Linked DNA regions of Hordeum vulgare: region 2 is linked to region 1. Evidence: chromatin contacts called from public Hi-C data. All regions are on one chromosome and are shown on one strand. Each heading gives the region's core, a stretch centred on a gene start, on an enhancer-like site or on the middle of the called end of the contact. The rest is flanking DNA. Distances are from core to core; before and after follow the strand shown. Region 1 holds the start of LOC123403660. Region 2 holds the start of LOC123401022 (pentatricopeptide repeat-containing protein At1g77360, mitochondrial-like).

Region 1 (5,796 bases), core at 1,487-3,986:
ATCCATGTCACAATCTGTTAAGGGAAACTGCAAGAAACACAAATACACTGCTAAGTGATAACACCACACTCGCACGAGATGCTGGAAAAATAGCATTAGGTTTGGTCTGTTAGAACTTACCCCCAGTAAAGGATATGTTTTGGGAGGGCAAAACAACATTAAAAGATAGTTCTAATGGTAGCACTGCATTCTTATCTTAAATGTCTGAACACTACATGATTGGGCAATTCAAAAAGAGTGGCCAAATGCCACACAGAAAACTATCCAACATGCATGACTTGCACAAGCACATATTCCTACAATTACCATTTCAATAGCAAGCATGTACTTTCCATGCACAACAATTCTTACTTTTCTTGGAAAATAGTATGATAACAATATGTTAATTTGCTGCAAGCAATAAAGTAAACGAAAGAACAGAAGAGCTTTTGAAAGATAAAGATGAAACACGGACGTTACTCTTTTCTTTCAACAGGCAGAGGCAGACTGTTAGTTTTCCTTCCAAGGACATTGACAAAATTTGAACAGTAACTACCCTTGCATCACCTGGCAATACGAAGAGTCGCCGCATCATCAATATATGAATAGACATTGATGGAGGTTATTTTAGAATGTATATGTAGTACCACTACTAACTGCTTCTTCTAGCAAGTCTAGCACAACTATATAAGTTCATGATAGCAAAACTAAGGACTACCTAAATAATCTCGCGCTTTGTTATACTGCCTCGAGAACTTAGCATGGCTATCTTTCTCCATCTGCATAATCTGTTGCATCCTTCCATAATAACCAGTCCTGCATAGAGAAATAAAATAATTAGAATAACATAACATTCGGCGTTATTTCTACGCGCATTTGGTAAGGAATTGTCAGGATTACTATACCCAGTTGATCTCGTGGGGAGTGCAGTACCCTCTGTATCTGTTGCATTGAAAGCTTCTTGGAATAGGTCAGACATAGTTTTTCGGTTTCCCTTCACATCTCTGTTCACCATAGTCAAGTTGTTTCGAACAGTATCCTGTTGCAGGAATGAAGTATCATGACGAATAGTACAACTGAACAACTACCAATAACAGCAGTTATACTAACAACATACTTCCGCTTCATCCTCGCTAGACGTTTCACCAATAGCATGCTCCGAGGGCTCTTCACTCTCAAGATTCCTCTCACCTAGAAGTGCTAGTATTTTCTTCCCTGAAGTCGGAACTTTTGGCTTCCCTTCCTTAGCTTCCTTTTGTTGATGAATCTGCATTGAAATATTCAGAGAAAAGCTAGGTGTTGTCTAAGAGCTCCAAACAATGAAGCAGCACCAAGAAATACACACCGAAAATGGTGTTCTAACAGATGAGGCACTTCTATCCTGTAGATCTTCAAGAAGTTCAGCAACTGAAATGTTTGCATTCTTGGTTGGATGGGCAAAATCAGAGGGCAAGTCTTCAGTTTCTTCATCGATATTTTCCACCTGCTCATCCACCATAGTTTCTATAGCTTTAGCTGGTCGCATTCCTGACGAAACTTCTTGCTCCCCCGCATACAAGTTTTCACTCTTTACGCCTGACAGGATAGAATTAAATCCACGTATTGAAAATTTGAGCTTATTTTCACATTTGCTCCCTGCATCAGTACCAAAAAGGAGAACGATTCATATATGATACACTCCCGAACAAGTTATGCAAGACAACATTTACATGCCAAAGTCCTCACTGCTTACAAGAAATATCAGAATCTACATAATACGGGAGATGCAGTGATATACTTTTGCTTGTTCCAGCAGATAGGAGCGAGACACTATGAGCATGAGGATCCTTGTGCACATGGGCTAGCTTATCAGCTTCTTCCTGAACTTCATCCCAGATGGCTGATTCCTCATGGCCCGCCATTCTGTTATCCTTCTCTCTCTTTTCTGTAGTAGCACAGGCCAGTGAGAGCCTTGTTGGTTCGACTTGGACATCCTGTCGATGTACAATAAAAGACAAAGCCACATGTTCAGAAAGCATTTCATATGCTGCTACATGCCGAGATTTGCAAGAAGATATCAGATACATCTGCATAAAAAGGCAGTGGAAGGTATGGTTTGCGCATCTGGTAGGGTGGTTCAGGGTCCAGACACAACACTATGAAATCTAGAACAGTTTCGTTGCACATGAGCAGCAACGATGCCTGTGAAATTTATTGCCCAAGCAAAATACCAAGGCCTATGTAGCTCAGCAATCAAGAGAGGCAGCACCTCATCAGATATCGGATCCTCGATAGAGTCAGAGACGCGGTGAGAGTGAGGGGATGCGCAGTCGTACTCATCGAATCTTTCCATGGCAAATGCCCTGAATCAACTGCACGCATAGGCTGTTGTTAGGCAGCTAGCGAAGTTACAGCACAAATTGGTGGAAAAGAGTCAAATGCCCTGCCTGTTGCGGACGCGTGGCGCTGCCGGCTGGGGCGTCGGAGTACCGGATGCCCGACGCGCCGGCCGCTCTGCAAGTTGCCCCGTCGTCCCCCGGAGCTGGAGGGCCTCCGCCCGCTCGCTCGCTCGCGCCGCCGCCCCGCGATTCAGCTGGCGGGCCGCGTGGCCGTGGCCTCGGCGCCTCGAGAGGTCGCGCCCTCGCCTCGCGCTGCGAGTAGCTCCTGCAGCCTTGTTCCTCAGCTCGCTGGCCGACCTGATCGCCCTGCTCGTCGGCGGAGACGCCGCGGCCGCGCGCTCCAGCTGCCGAGCAGCAGGCCCGTGGGGTCAGGGTCCTGCTTCTTGGGCCTTGTACCTGGGAAGGGGAGCATAATAGGCCCTAATTCCCAGGCTTGGCCTTGTGGGAGCGGAACGGGCCCAGGGTTTCTGAATTATTTTTGGTACATTCATACATTTTCCTCTGGAGTTTCCCCTTTAGGCCTTGTTCGGTTTCTTTAAAATTGGAGGGGTTTGAAAGGGATTGGGAGGTATTAAATCTCCTGCAAGTCAAATTTCACCTCAATCTCCTCCATTCCTCTCCAATCCCTTCCTCGATGGGATTAACCGAACAAGGCCTTAGGCCTCGTTTGTTAGAAGGGGGTTGGGAGGGTTTGTAGGGGATTAACCACGCGGGCCTGATAATTCTCAGAAATCCCGACCAGGCCGTTTGACGCACATGGTTTTGAGTAGCCCAAACCCTTCGATCCCCACCAACCCCTTTCGTTCCACGCGGAACTGAACCCACGAGGTCCTACTTGTGGAACTGGACAACGAGATCGGGTGAGACGTTGAGATCGTCCGAGTTTGTCCGAATTTTAATCAAACGCAAGGAATTAGGAAGGAAAGGGATTAGTGGGGATTGGGTGAACGAAAGGGAATCATCGAATCCCCTGCAATCCTCGACCTCCTTGGGGTAGAAAAACCACCCTTGTCAAACGAAGCCTTAGGCCTTGTTCGGTTAATCCTTCTCCCAAGGGGATTGGAGAGGATTGAAGGGAAATTTGACTTGTTAGGGATTTAATCTCCTCAAACCTTGTCAAATCCCTTTCATTTCCCTGTCAACCAAACAAGACCTTAGGCCTCCTTTGGTTTAGAGGAAATTTGTAGGAATTTCATAGGATAAGATTTCTGTAGGAAAAATTCCTTTAGATCCCTTTGATTTGTAAGAACAAAATCCTATTTCTATGAAGAAATTATTTCTATTCTTCATATTTCATAGGAAAATAAATATTAGCCTAGACTCAATGGAAAAAAATCTTATGATGCGTATCAAAGGACATCTCCTTTTATATTCCCGCTCATAGGATTTGAGATAAATGTCATCTTATTTCCTATAACTTTCATATTCCCATGATTTTTCCTACCCTGTGAACCAAAGGAAGCCTTAGCTAGGGTTTAGGTTCCTCTCGGCGGCGCCATGGGTGACCACTGTTGAGATATCATCCCTTGCCCTTAGTTTTCCTCGGAGCTGGAGGGCCTCCGCCCGCTCGCTCGCTCGCGCCACCGCCCCGCGATTCAGCTGGCGGGCCGCGTGGCCGTGGCCTCGGTGCCTCGAGAGGTCGCGCCCTCGCCTCGCGCTGCGAGTAGCTCCTGCAGCCTTGCTCCTTAGCTCGCTGGCCGACCTGACCGGCCTGCTCGTCGATGGAGACGCCGCGGTCGCGCGCTCTAGCTGCCGAGCACCAGGCCCACGGGGTCAGGGTCCTGGTTCTTAGGCCTTGCACCTGGGAAGGGGAGCATAATAGGCCGTAATTGCAAGGCTCGGCCTTGTGGGAGCAGAACGGGCCCAGGGTTTCTGAATTATTTTTGGTACATTCATACATTTTCCTCGGGAGTTTCCCCCCTTTAGGCCTCCTTTGGTTTAGAGGAAATTTGTAGGAATTTCATAGGATAGGATTTCTGTAGGAACAAATTCTTTAGAGCCCTTTGATTTTTAAGAATAGAATCCTATTTCTATGAAGGAATTTTTTCTATCCTTCAAATTTCATAGGGAAAAAAACATTAGCCTAGACTCAATGGAAAAAATCTTATGATGCGAATCAAAGGACATCTCCTGCGAATTAAAGGACATCTCCTTTTCTATTCCTACTTATAGGATTTGAGATACATGTTATCTTATTTCCTATGACTTTCCTATTCCTATGATTTTCCTACCCTATGAACCAAAGGAAGCCTTAGCTAGGGTTTAGGTTCCTCTCGACGACGCCATGGGTGATTACTGTTGAGATATCATCCCCTCCCCTTAGAGATAGATCAAGGCGCCTAATAGGACTTTCACAAAGCACATACCTTGATAAATTTTTGAAGAAGTTCAAAATGGAACATTCCAAGAAGGGCTTCTTGCTTGTGTTACAAGGTATAAAGTTGAGTAAGACTCAATGCCCGGTAAGTACAGAAGATAGAAAAACGATAAGTGTCGTACCCTATGCTTCGGTCATAGGGTCTATCATGTATGCAATGATGTGCACAAGACCGGATGTCAGCCTTGCCATAAGTATGGCAGGCAGGTTTCAAAGTGATCCATGAGTGGAGCACATGACAACAGTCAAGAATATTCTAAAGTACCTGAAAATGACTAAGGAAATGTTTCTCGTTTATGTAGGTGACGAAGAGCTCGTCGTAAAGGGTTACGTCGATGCACGCTTCGACACTGATCCGGATGACTCTAAGTCACAGACCGGATATGTATTTATTCTTAATGGGGGTGCGGTAAGCTGGTGCAGTTCCAAGCAAAGCGTCGTAGCTGATTCTACATGCGAAGCAGAGTACATAGATGCCTCAGAGGCGGCTAAGGAGGGTGTCTGGATGAAGCAGTTCATGACATATCTTTGAGTTGTGCTGAGCGCACTGGATCCAATAAATATGTTCCGTGACAACACTGGTGCCATTGCTCTAGCCAAGGAACCAAGGTTTCACAAGAGGACCAGACACATAAAACGACGCTTCAATGCCATCCACGAGTACGTCAAGAAGGAGGACATAAATATTTGCAAAGTGCATACGGATCTGAATGTTGCAGACCCGCTGACTAAGCCTCTTCCACGAGCTAAACATGACCAACACCAGAACTGTATGGGTGTTAAATTTGTTACATTGTAAATCACATAGAGATGTGATACTAGATTACTAACTCTAGTGCAAGTGGGAGACTGTTGGAAATATGCCCTAGAGGTAATAATAAAATAGTTATTATTATATTTCATGTTTCAAGATAACCGTTTATTATCCATGTTATAATTGTATTGAATGGAAACATAGATACATGTGTGCATATGTAGACAGAACACTGTCCCTAGTAAGCCTCTAGTTGACTAGCTCGTTGGTCAAAGATGGTTAAGGTTTCCTAGCCATAGACAAGTGTT
Region 2 (6,260 bases), core at 1,575-4,074, 160 kb after region 1:
TTGTGATGGCACCTTACCGGCCAATGACGGATCCGGGAATTTGAACTTACCCGGGACGAAACAATGAAGGTCTAAAATTTCGAATGCAAGTCCGCTCAACCAAAACTCATAAAATTCAAATGCGAGTCCTCCCCTGCTACCGGTAGTCACTCTACCGCACATAGGTTCACCCTTACCAATTAATTACTCCCTCTATTTCAAATTAGTTCAAGTTAGATTGGTCCTAAGTCGAACTTCTTCACTGAATCTATAGAACAATGTGATAACATCTACAACATGAAAAATATATAGTACAGGAATACTACCTCTGTGCCCACCAAGATGTCTTATATTTCGGTACGGAGGTACTCCCTTCGTTCCTAAATACTCGCTCCGTCCCAAAATTATTGTTTTAGAATTGTCTAGATATAAATGTATCTAGTCACGTTTTATTATTTAGATGCATCATTTTCTAGACAAATCTAAGACAAGAATTTTAAGACGGAGGGAGTACAAGTCTTTTTAGAGATTTTAGTACAGACTACATATGGATGTATATAGACACATTTTAGAGTTTAGATTCACTCATTTTGCTCCGTATGTAGTCCATAGTAGAATCTTTAAAAAGACTTATATTTAGGAAAGCGGGAGTAATATTTTGTAAAGAATCTAATGAAACACATATGGCGTCATAGATGTTGACATACTAGACTTGGTCAAAATTAAAGAAGTTTTACTTAGGACAAACCTAGATATTCAAATAATTAGAGCATCAACCAAGCAAAAGCGTAGCAGGAATACAACAGAAAGTACAACTATTTGACTTCATAAGTTGCTGCATGTGGAATTTAATGTTATCATCTGAGTTAATTTCTTTCTACTCGTACTTACCAGTAAACAGTATGTCATGTCCAGCAACATACCATGTTCCAGAAGGGGAAGAGAAAAATCAAACTCAAAACGAAGCACTACAATTTCTAAAGAAGAAACTCATGGCGACAAAGAGGTTCATTACCATGTTAGGAGACTGCACTCCTCAGTTGCTAAACCACTTCTAACCTGACATGTTACATTGCACACCTAGTTTACAGAACTAAATTGCCGCATCTGCAAACAGTATATGCACAACTTCCTATGGTTCCAGCAAAATAAGTCACCATGAAATGGTTAACTGAAGAGAGTCATCTCCTATTCCCAGTCCTACATGACCCAAACCCATACAGTATATGATATGCTCCCTACAATAGCGTCAAAAAATGTCTTACATTATGTGACGGAGGGAGTAAGAGAGAAGAACCTAGTGCGCCTTCCATTTTGCAAATAAGCGGTCGTGAATGGCTCCTTTCTTGACCTTTCCTAGGCTGTGCTTCAGCTTTGTCAGCGTTGACGAGCTCAACTTGATACCCTGATCGATCATGTCCTCTGCATACTTGCATGCCTCAGGCAACATCTCATCCTTCAGTTTCGATACAAGCATATTCCCGCCCTCCTCCAGTGGAGGCAGGCTATTCGCCGCCATGCATTTCCACACCTTGATCCCTGTGTCCCAGTCACGAGTATCCAAGAACATGCCGAGTGCAAGTGAACAATTCGCCTCATTTGGCCAACACTCGTTCTTGACCATCTCTTTAAATATTGCTGATGCCTCCCGGAGCTTCCTCCCTTTCAGCAATAACTTGAGTACCACATTGTATGTGTCTGCGTCCGGAAACACTCCATAGATGGCCATTTCATCAAGGTATTTCACAGTAACCTCAGCATGCCCCAGAGTGCCCTGCAACATGATCATTGTGGTGTACATTTCCTTATCTGGGACGAGCCCCCGACGAAGGACAAATTCATCCCAGAGAACCACAGCACTGTGCAGTTCGCGTGCCTCAAGGTATGCGGCCAGTGCAGCACGGAGGAACTTCTCCCCCGGTGAGCACCTGTACCGGCGCAAGACAGCCAGATACTCCATCGCATCCGAGAGCGCCGTGGAGGAGCCACTTGAAACTAGTGTTGTAAGGAAAGAGTCGTACGCAGGCACATTGGCAGGATCGAAGTCGAGCGCGTGCACCATTTCGTCGAACACCTCGCGTGCAACGGCAGCGTTGCCGGCAGCCTCGCAACCCTCCAGAAGGATTGCATAGGAGTCGGCATCCGGCCGAGTGCCGGCCTCAGCGCGTGCCACGGGTATGGCGGCGCGGGCGTCATCGAGCCTGGAGGCTCGGCAAAGCGCGGACAGGAGGGAGTTGAGCGCGGGCGTGTCGCGGTCCATGCCGTACCTCGGCATTTCGACAAACGCCTTGAGGGGGGAGCTGGTGGGGTTGGCGGCGAGGGAGGAGAAGATGGAGGCGAAGGTGGCTAGGGAGAGCAGGCCCTGGGCCCGCATGGAGCCGACGGTGTCCCACATGGGGTCGAAGAGGCGGTTCTTGCCGAGGAGGTCGATGACGAGGTTCCACGAGTAGGGGGAGTGCTGGTGGTGCAGGTGTCTGTGGCCCGCCCAGCGGAAGAAGGCGGCGGCGCCGCGCGGGTGCGCGTAGGAGAAGCGGAGCACCTGCTCGACGTCGGAGGTGGTGACGCGGACGTCGGCGTCGTCGAGGGCCGCCTCCACGTCGGACGCGGAGGAGGCCAGGATCTCGCAGAGGAGGCGGATCTTGGGGGCTAGGTCGGGCGCGTCCTTGTACGTGGGGAACGCCGGGGCAGCCGGCTCGCGGGCGCGCTTGGCCTCCGGGGCGGCGTCGGCCGCGTCGGACGGCCGCTTCTCCCGGCGGTCCGACATCTCTCGCCTGGACGGGGTTGGCCGCCGCCGCGACGGGGACTCTCGGCCTCTCGGGGGTGGGGTGGGGTGGTGGGTGTAACGGAGGCGTGGCCAAAGGTGGGTTTTTTCCGTGTTCTTTAACCGTTAACCCTATCCTGAGCTTATGCGAACTCTTTTTTTTTCCTGAGACGGGTAGCTAAGCTTGAACCGACTGCTAGACGACGGAGAGGGAGACCAGGGCCGAGCAGACACCGGCGGGATCCGAACTGAATCGTGAGGGTGGCTGAGGAGGCGGCGGATGGCGCCTTCGTTGCTCGTCTCGGCGAGCCAAATCCTCGCCGTTGCCCGCCGGGGAGGCCGCAGGCGGCGTCTGGTCATCACCAACGCCGGCGGTGCCGGCACTCCCCCGAAGCTGGTGACTTTCCTCGGTAAGGGAGGCTCCGGCAAGACCACGGCGGCCGCCATCGCTGCTCAGGTAACGACTACCTTCCTCCAGTGTTTGTCTTCATTGTTATGTTGATGGATAACTGTTAAAAAAAAATTTGTGTGTGTGTGTGTGTGAACTGCTTCTGCGCCACTAATAGCCAAGGCTTGACCGCAGTGTAGAGTTGTAGACATCTACTCCGAGCATCAACTTGGGTTCAATTGGGTTATACGAATCGTCTTCGCAGTTCTCACAATGTTGATTCCTTAAACAATTGCATTGGTTTTTCTACTGACGGATAAATGACAGTCCCAACTCTGCTTATTTGAGAAATGTCGCTACAAAAAATATCGATTGCTGTGAAAAATGCCACTCTAAAGTTTGAGAAGTTGTCTGAATGCCATTGCAAACATTCTCTGACAATTTGTTTTCCCCCATGTTGTAGTACTATGCCAGTGAAGGCCTGAAGACATGCCTGGTTATACAGTCACAAGACCCGACAGCAGAACAATTGATGGGCTGTAAGATTGGGAGCTCGCTGACTGAATGTGCTGCTAATCTTTCAACCATAAAGCTCGAGACCAGTAAAGTAAAACATTTTTTTGAAGTGATCTCCTTTTGATGATTCATACTGAACTTTTATGACATCAGAAAAGGCCATGGTTCTGAATATTGTTTTGTGATTAAATCACAGATGCTACTTGAGCCCCTTGACCGGTTGAAGAAAGTAGATGCCCAAAGCAATCTTACCCAAGGAGTTCTTGAGGGGGTAGGTGATTAACTTTGCTGTAATATGGGAGATAAAGATAAAGCAGTCATCTGGGTTGCTCTTTTTCATAGGATAGATTGTAGGAGAGGAGCTTGGAGTTTTACCTGGGATGGATTCGATCTGTTCAGTCTTGTCTCTTCAGAAGCTGCTCAACTTCTTTTCAGTTGGAACGAATAGTCCACATGGAGAATTTGATGTCGTTGTGTATGACTGCAATAACACGGAGGAATTTCTACGGCTGACTGGTGCTACTGAGAGGGCAAGGTATATATAGGTTATCCTTGTTTGTCTGTAGCCTTGCAGTCACTCAGGACTCTACATTTTAATGTTGCTGCTACACAAAAGACAGATCTTACTTGAAGTATGTGAGGGAGCTAGCGGAGAAGACTGACATAGGAAGACTGGCTTCTCCATCATTACTGAAATTGATTTATGATGCCGCGAGACCAAATGGTAGAACTGGTGAAGTAAGAATGAGTGCAGAGATATGGAATGAAATTGAGCAACTTCTTGAGGTAACTTATCTGTAGTTAATAAAGAAAAACTATTTTACCCAGAGCATGCATATTTAAATATGAGCTAAATATAAAAGATTAAGGTGCTAAATTTTGTAGAAAATCTCGCTTTGGTTTACTGATCCCTCAAAACTTGCGTGCTTCCTCATCATGGACCCGAGAGGATCAATCTCTGTGTCCTCTGCGCTAAGATACTGGGGTTGCACCATCCAAGCTGGCGTGCAAATATGTGGAGCATTTGGTTATGCCGAGGACACTTCTGAAATGCACCAAGGAGTTGCTGAGAAGTTTTTGCCGTTGTCTTTCTCGTCTCTGCCATTTCTGCCAACTGATTCTTCTGCAGATTGGGGCAGAGCGTTAAATTCATTAAATCAAAATACAAAGGGGCTGTTGAGGAATACAAGCAAGGTTTATCCTTCGGTTAGTTTTGATTCTGCACAGAAGTCGGTGACCCTTTTCATGCCAGGATTTGACAAGTCTGAAATCAAACTATATCAGGTATAGCTACTGACCTCACTCTTTGTTGGCTTCACTTTATACACAGTCAAGACTAACAAGACCTATATCTCTAGTTAGTTTCACCTTTTAGTTGTTTAGAGATAATGCTTTTTTTTAAAAGGACTTAGACTGTGAAGGTATCTCTAGTTAGTTTCACTTTTAATTAGCCCCCAAGTGATAAAAAAACTATCACTTGGGTGGTGAACTACCTGATAATGTTCAGATTAATGCACAGTTTCCTAGCAAGTGACATCAACGGAGTTTTCACTAAAACAATGGAAGGGCCTATCATTCTTTTCTAGATTGTTTCCAGTACGAGATCAAGCTTTAAGCAGTTTTAGTTTGTTTGGTACATGCCACTTGCAACCAAGCCAACTGTTGGTCACCAGTTCCACAAATCGATTGAGCTGATATTAAAACCGAAGTACGTTTTCTTGTGTGTTTCGATTCCCATAATTGTCTGTCCACTTCTCCATACAAACTGTGAGATGATTTCAAATGAATTTGGCGTCCTTGATTGCAGCACAAAAGAACCTTCTAAACAATATGATACCGACTTGTTCGTTCATGAAAATGCAGTATAGGGGTGGTATCATATTGAGGGAGTAGCTACTTGTGATCTTTACGGTCAATGGCCTGCATGTCATCTGAGAATTTTGCCAAATAGTGGCGAAGAACCATTCCAGATTTTTGCAAGAGTATATGATGACCAAGTTAAATTTGTATTGTTTGTGTCGCTGCTGATAATATACCGACTTGTTCGTTCATGAAAATGCAGTATAGGGGTGGTATCATATTGAGGGAGTAGCTACTTGTGATCTCTACGGTCAATGGCCTGCATGTCATCTGAGAATTTTGCCAAATAGTGGCGAAGAATCATTCCAGATTTTTGCAAGAGTATATGATGACCAAGTTAAATTTGTATTGTTTGTGTCGCTGCTGATAATATACCGACTTGTTCGTTCATGAAAATGCAGTATAGGGGTGGTTCGGAGCTACTGATCGAAGCTGGCGATCAGAGACGCGTAATTAAGCTGCCACCAGCGATGCAGGGGAAGGTCGGTGGCGCCAAGTTTGTCGACAGGAATCTTGTCGTTACCATCCGGTAGGCGACAGGAATCTTGTCGTTACCATCCAGAAATCGGAGGATATACTCGAGAAACCAAACCGGTGGAGAATCGCGCAACGCTGTAATGTAAACCCGATCTAGACCGGTTCCTGGTGATCTCGGTCAACATCGCTTTTCCATTTGCTGTAACATAGTGAGATTTCCTCACAACGGCATTATAGAAGTGGAAAAAAAGGACTGTCCACAAATGCCTGAAAAAGCGG

What was found. A called contact is a pair of places that touch in the nucleus more often than the background predicts.
Region 2: a Hi-C map of leaf shows a contact between it and region 1, with 6 times the contacts expected there. The contact joins the promoter of LOC123401022 here to the promoter of LOC123403660 in region 1. A contact is called at or near these places in 3 of 6 Hi-C or Micro-C datasets (leaf and seedling) and 1 of 1 datasets of contacts at active chromatin or transcription factors (embryo).

The regions. Positions count from the first base shown.
Region 1 is chr6H:470,094,261-470,100,056 of MorexV3_pseudomolecules_assembly, forward strand. It overlaps LOC123403660, which reads right to left and starts at 2,737. Exons shown (of 11, transcript XM_045097583.1): 1 at 2,406-2,737; 2 at 2,228-2,330; 3 at 1,757-1,952; 4 at 1,325-1,614; 5 at 1,097-1,246; 6 at 885-1,018; 7 at 698-795; 8 at 455-546; 9 at 1-27. The coding sequence starts at 2,311.
Region 2 is chr6H:470,250,503-470,256,762 of MorexV3_pseudomolecules_assembly, forward strand. LOC123401022 (pentatricopeptide repeat-containing protein At1g77360, mitochondrial-like) reads right to left here and starts at 2,825. Exons shown (of 1, transcript XM_045094738.1): 1 at 973-2,825. The coding sequence starts at 2,743. The coding sequence ends at 1,277. LOC123401024 reads left to right here and starts at 2,871. Exons shown (of 7, transcript XM_045094739.1): 1 at 2,871-3,197; 2 at 3,592-3,735; 3 at 3,841-3,915; 4 at 3,992-4,179; 5 at 4,265-4,430; 6 at 4,530-4,928; 7 at 5,906-6,260. The coding sequence starts at 3,021. The coding sequence ends at 6,037.